Regions from separate parts of the Anas platyrhynchos genome. Here region 2 is linked to region 1. Evidence: chromatin contacts called from public Hi-C data. All regions are on one chromosome and are shown on one strand. The core of a region is the stretch at or near the end of the contact, and the rest is flanking DNA. Distances in the headings are between cores, read along the strand shown.

The links. Hi-C and Micro-C count contacts between places; a contact is called where the count stands out from the background.
Region 2: a Hi-C map of F1 follicle shows a contact between it and region 1, with 2.7 times the contacts expected there. The contact joins two enhancer-like sites. A contact is called at or near these places in 4 of 8 Hi-C or Micro-C datasets (F1 follicle, F5 follicle, skeletal muscle and 1 more).

Annotation. Positions count from the first base shown.
Region 1 is chr19:6,094,337-6,097,208 of IASCAAS_PekinDuck_T2T, forward strand. No RefSeq gene overlaps it. Among named protein-coding and RNA genes, the nearest start is that of TRNAT-CGU, 10 kb to the left of the region's middle. Within about 2 kb of position 1,380, at least 3 of the 8 cell types and tissues checked have an H3K27ac peak or open chromatin away from gene starts, as enhancers often do. A contact at or near this core is called in F1 follicle, where this site is marked.
Region 2 is chr19:6,264,797-6,267,668 of IASCAAS_PekinDuck_T2T, forward strand. The region is part of intron 3 of LOC101798301; the gene reads right to left. Among named protein-coding and RNA genes, the nearest start is that of UTP6, 28 kb to the right of the region's middle. Within about 2 kb of position 1,420, at least 1 of the 8 cell types and tissues checked has an H3K27ac peak or open chromatin away from gene starts, as enhancers often do. A contact at or near this core is called in F1 follicle, where this site is marked.

The DNA.
Region 1 (2,872 bases), core at 130-2,629:
TCAAGTTCTCCCTGTCCCGTTCTGTCCACACAAGCCACTGGTCATTTGCCATGACCATAACGATGCTGGTACCATGAAGTTCTGAGCACGTAAAGGCTCCTAGTGCAACCTACATGCACGTAGGTGTCACAGGTTGCTTCTGTATGGACACAGGGATAAATCCAATATAGACACAAGGGATGTACTTTTGTGTTCTGCTGAACCCAAATATTGCAAAGATGAGTGCTCTGGATACTGGCTTTGATTTTTGTTACCTTTAGCTCCTGAAGCCCCGTTTGGAGCTTCTTGCTCAGCTGAGGTTTTCCTACCAGGTGCAGAAGGCATGATGGTAGCGTTCCCATGCGTTGGTAATCCCAATTTATTTTGTGAGCTCCTTTTAGCCAGCATCTTTTGTGGGACTGCTGCTCAACTTGATGGAGCTGCGTTCCTGCTGTGATTTTCAGTCAACATCACCTTGATAACCGGCATGTAACAGAAACAATGACTGATGTCCTCTGTCTCTGTAGGATAAAACCTTCCAGGCCATCCCCTACATTTCCTGTGGCTCCAGCATGCTGCCTCTCGCTGGACTGGTCACCCCTTTGCTGTCACAGCACAGTAAGCTGCCTGTGGGCATCATCAAGGGAAGCGGAGCTCTTTGTGGTATGTGCCTGTTTTGTCCCCTTTCCCTCATACTTTGTCATTGGGAGGATCTGGAGCAGAGATTAAAGGGAGGTGCAGTAACTGGCCAGTCCCACACAACCTGGGGGCAGAGCCCACACATGCCAGGTGCATATCCACAGCATGTAGAGGTATCATTGCAGGAAACCTCAAAGCTCAGAAACACAAAGCAGGTGAGGATGTGCAGAGGGACACTGTAAGATCAGCAAGCTGGAAGACAGAAAATTATCTTTTTTTTCATGGCATTTCAGCCATCCCTTCTGACTTGACCTTACGTTACAGAAGGCCTGTGATGTTTCCTTAAAGGCCTTTTTTAACTGTCTGCGTGTGTAAGTGAATGTGTCCTTACTAAAGCCTTACATCTCCAGCCGTGAGAGCAGCACTTGGTGCGCAGGTTGCCCTGCTAAGGCAGGTACGTTCACCCAGCCCTTCCAGAGATGTAGGTAAAAAGCTCCGGGACCCCCAGGAGGCCAGGCAGAGGGTGGCCCTGCCACGGCTGCGCCAGCCGCCGCTCAAGGAGGCAGGAGGAGGCCGAGCGAGCTCAGGACACGCGTGGGGAGCTGCGGCGCGGGGCTACCGCTGCGGGGGTCGGGGCCGCACGGGGGGCTCGAGGCGAGGCCGGGGGGCTCCTGCCGGCGGCCCGGGCTCGGGGGAAGGAAGAAGGGCGGCGGCGGCGGCCCCGGGCGGCCGGCAGGGGGCTCCCTCCGCCCTCGGTGGGCCGCGGGGCGCGCAGGTCGGCGCGGCGCAATGCCCCGGCGGAGGCGCCGCCGGGAGGAGCGCGGGGTGGGCGGCGGCGGCGGCGGCGGCGGGCACCGGCGGGACGGCGGCGGGCATCGGCGGCCGCCTCCCTCCTCGTGCACGGGGCTCGGCGGAGCTCCGGGGAGGGCGAAGGGGTGGAGAGGGCAGCCCGGGCGAGCCTCCCAAATTCGCCCGGCCGGCTGGCGGCGGGAGCTGCCCGGCGCAGGGGTGGGGACCGGCCGCTTCCTTAAACGTGCGCGGCGGGGGCCGGCGGGGCCCGCACCGCCCCCGGGAGCCGGCCCTGAGCCTCCCCGAGCCTCCCGGGCCGCGGCCGCAACACGTGGAGCAAACTTTCGAGGGACGGGCACCGGGCTGCAGCCGGCCACCGAGCACCGCCGCGCCGGGACCGCGCCGCACGGAGCAGCTCACCTCTTGCTGGTTTGAGGGGTTTGGGGTGCTGGGTTTTAATTGCTGCTTTTGGGGGTGTTTTTTTCTTTCTTTTTTTTTTTTTTTTTTTCCCTTTTCCCCTACTTCTCTTCTGCTGCTTCTTGGGTTGGGACTTCTAAAGCACGCCGGGGCGAACGCAGCGCTTGAAAAGCCGAGAGCAATGTTGCAACGTCCCTTGTGGCAACGAATTTCTGATTTTTTTCTTTCGCCTTTTGCGAGGGCAAAGAGGAAGGGTGGAAAAGATCTCACCGTGCTCGGTACCAGCTTAAATACCCGCCTGCGAGCAGCCGGCGAGGCAGGAGAGGGGGCACCGCGGCCGCCCGCCGCCTCTCCCCGCTTCTCGTAGTTGAGCCCGAGCCGTGCCGGGGCCCCGCGGCTTTGGGGGCGGACGGGGACCAAGGGGGTCCCCCCGAGCCCCTCTCCCGAGCCCCCCTGGGCGCTCAGAGCAGGTACCGCGGCTCGGGCTCCTGCCGTGCCGAGTCACGGTGCGCTGCGGGGCCCGGCCCGGGGGCTGCGGGGCCCGGCCCGAGGTGCGGCAGGCACCGGGCTGCCGGCGGCTCCGGTTCTTTCTCGGGGCCGGGCACCCCCGGCCGACACGACCCGGCCCGGCCCGGCCCGGGGAGGGGGCGGCTGCTGCTGCCGGGGGTGGCCCCGCTCCGGCCGGGGCCGGGGCTCCGCGCTTGCGGCAGGCAGCGGCCGGAGCGAGGAGTTGAATGAAAACACTAGCGGTGCTAATAAAAATAAATCACAGCCTGCGCCTGATCGGGCGAGCTGAGGGCTGGGTCTTTGCGGGCGAGATGAGAGGTTCGTGGCTTCAACTGGCCTACAAAGTCCCAGTTCTCGGCTCCCAGGACCTGCCGGGCTCGCAGCGGGCGAAGACGGAGCGCGGCGGGGCCGCTGCCCGGGGCCGCGGGGAGCGGCCGGAGGCGGCCAGCCGTAAGTGCCTTCCTTCCCTTCCCTTCCCTTCCCGGAGGGGCCTCGAACGAGCGGGGCCGTCGGAGATGCCGCGGCCGCCCCCCCGCAGTGC
Region 2 (2,872 bases), core at 170-2,669, 170 kb after region 1:
AACAAAATGTAAGCTATACAGGTTTTCTAAAGATAGGTCTTTTCCTTGTATTTTAGCATTGTCTGGCTACTTTCTCTCTTTTCTATCACTATACTTCTGGATAATCAGAAGCCAAAATAAAGCTTTTCCTTGCAACAGTCTGGGGAGGACAAGTGCTAGGCCTGCTTGAACAAAAACTGGGGAAGCCCTGGGAGTCCATTAAAAACTTGATTGAAACTGTCAGGCTGATGGCACAGTAGCAGCTAACCTGCACAGTAAGAGGGCACAGATGCACTGCAGGCAATTTGGTGTTTTTATTTATTTAAACCACATGATGTTTCCAACCCTCAGAACGTGTTCAGGCAGCAGATTGAAGTGTGCCAGAAAATTGAACCTTAAGACACACTGCTATTGGTGAATAAGCTCTTTCAGAAATACGCCCTGGATGGACCTAAAAATGTACTTGCAAAGATGCATATGGGAATCATTTTGTTTTCACAAATAACTGTCTTGACTGCATGTTGCAGAACTGTGAGGGCTTTCAGCTATTTTCAAAACTGCCTGTAGGATTTAAATAGCAAGTTCCCTATTTATTACCGTGAAGAAGAGGATATGGACACTGATGACTGACAAATTCACATTTTAATCCCTTTCTTCTCTGAGTACGCAATTACATCGAATATTCTTACATCACCTCAAGAACACACAGACAATAAAGGCTCTTACATGGTAGATGGACCTAGAAGTATCAGACTCAAAAGAAACTTCCTCCACTCAGCTCCTGATTACCCTCAGGAAGGTTGGTACAATGACCACCTGCAGATTTCATCCAAAATAAACGTTTTTATATAAGAAATACTAGACGTTACGTACGCATCCAAGCTGTAATAAAACTTGCAGTTGATATTACCTCACCATTTGTTTTTCAACTTCACTTGAGGAAGCCTTTGGGCACTTCTGACACAAGGACAGGAGAACCCCACAAACAGGTGATGAATCTGGCCATAAGCAGTGCACTGGAGACCTACATCCTCCTCCTCTGTGTCTGAAGCAGGCTGAAAGGAATCCTCATGCACCTCTCCAGCCTAACCCACAACGGACAGAGCCATGAGGAAGGGGGTAGGGAATTGTGTCACCAGGAACGTCACGTCTTGGCCAGATGTGCACACTCAAAAACTTACTGAAAGCTTTTATGTATCCTGATAGATTGTTTTCCTGAAGGAGAAAGCTTTGCAGCTGTAAAGCAAATAAACTTAATTTAGCAAATACTCTCCCTCCAACGCTTATTTACAGACACTAATGCACATCTTAAAAATTGTTTTAAACCATAAGCAGAAACTCCAAAATGGGTAAACAAAAAAAGGTTTGATAACATGCAGAAAAGGCATGTCCACAGCAAGAAATCCGTCTTTGCATAACAACCCTAGAGGACACGATAAGATATGCTCAAGTGCATACCCTTTTCTTCTCAGTATAGGACAACCCCCAACAGAAGTAAGCTGTGTAAGCAGCACTCAATCTTTGGCCTCTGCTGGGCAGATGTGCTGTTGGGGCAGGACAGATGCCAAGATGACAGAGCAAAACACTTTGGGTTTATTTCCTTTGCTTCACATGGTGCTGTTTTTATAACCTCACTAATATTGTTATTTGTTGAGCTCGGGGAGGAAAGCTGCATAGGAATTGTCAAACAGGATCTCACCAGAGGGCTTACGTCCATCCCTTCGTAGTAGAAATAACAGGCTATACTTTCCGACAGATGTGCTAATATTCTGCAGGAATTGGTCACAACATTGACTGTGCCAGCACCTGCAGCTTCAGAGGAAATGAGCCCTAACGGAATAATAACGGCGTATCTGGCCATAAAAGCCATTCCTTCCAAACTTTTCATATGCTAGTCAAGGTGTACTTTACAGCAGAAATGTTTGGAAGCGAGAGACTAATTTGAAGACCAAGTGGGCATAAGCCACTCATATAAACCCAAACGCACACAAACACAACCATGTTCTCTCAGTATCACACATGAGACCCCCAGTGGTATCTGTTTGAGGTTTATCCACAGTCAGCGAGCCGCCCTGAGCTGTACTTGTCTTCCCAGCCAAAGGATGGTCACCCCTGCCCTACGGTATAGACCTGAAGAATAAAATTTAATGAGATTTAATTCAAAGGTGTCATCGTATAAAAGTGTGTGCTTGGGGAACAGCTATATTTCTGGCTTTTCTGATTCCTCATAGCAACAATTCCACCAACTAATTCATGCAAATAAAAAGCACTTTTTGAAGTACTATTTCATTATTTACTGAAAGAAGGGAGGAAAAAAAAAGTCTTTGAAGTGAAAGGCACTGCCATCCTGGAGCTAGGGAAGCTTTGGTAACTATAGCAACATTATAATTTCCATTATAAATTTTAATAGATAGTTAATTTGGCAAATCACATGCTGGAATTCAAGCCATTTTTTCCAGCGAACCCGGACTTTTCAATACATGAAGCTATTCATGTTTACAAGCAGTTGCCTCTAAAACGCTCTACAACACAGCTGCCTTCCAAACATAATTTTTATATCAGCCTTGACAAAGAAAGTTTGATAAGTGGATTCTACTTCTGCTATTATTGCCCTTGACAATGTTTTTTTCCTTCTGAAACCAAGTGAAGTGTTTGCAAATGCTCTTTTTTTTTTTTTTTTTTTCCTTTTTTTCGGAAGACAGAACAGGCAACGTTCAGTGGGGACTAACTCATATACTGTTAAAGTAGTTCAAATACTTTGTCTTCCAAATCCTGATCAATATCCAAGTTATTTTAAAAGTACATAGCTGTATGGATAGGAGATTAATGAACAAAGTTGGCTATGAGCTATGACAGAATGCTTTATCAGGGTGAAATTCACCTACAAAAGACT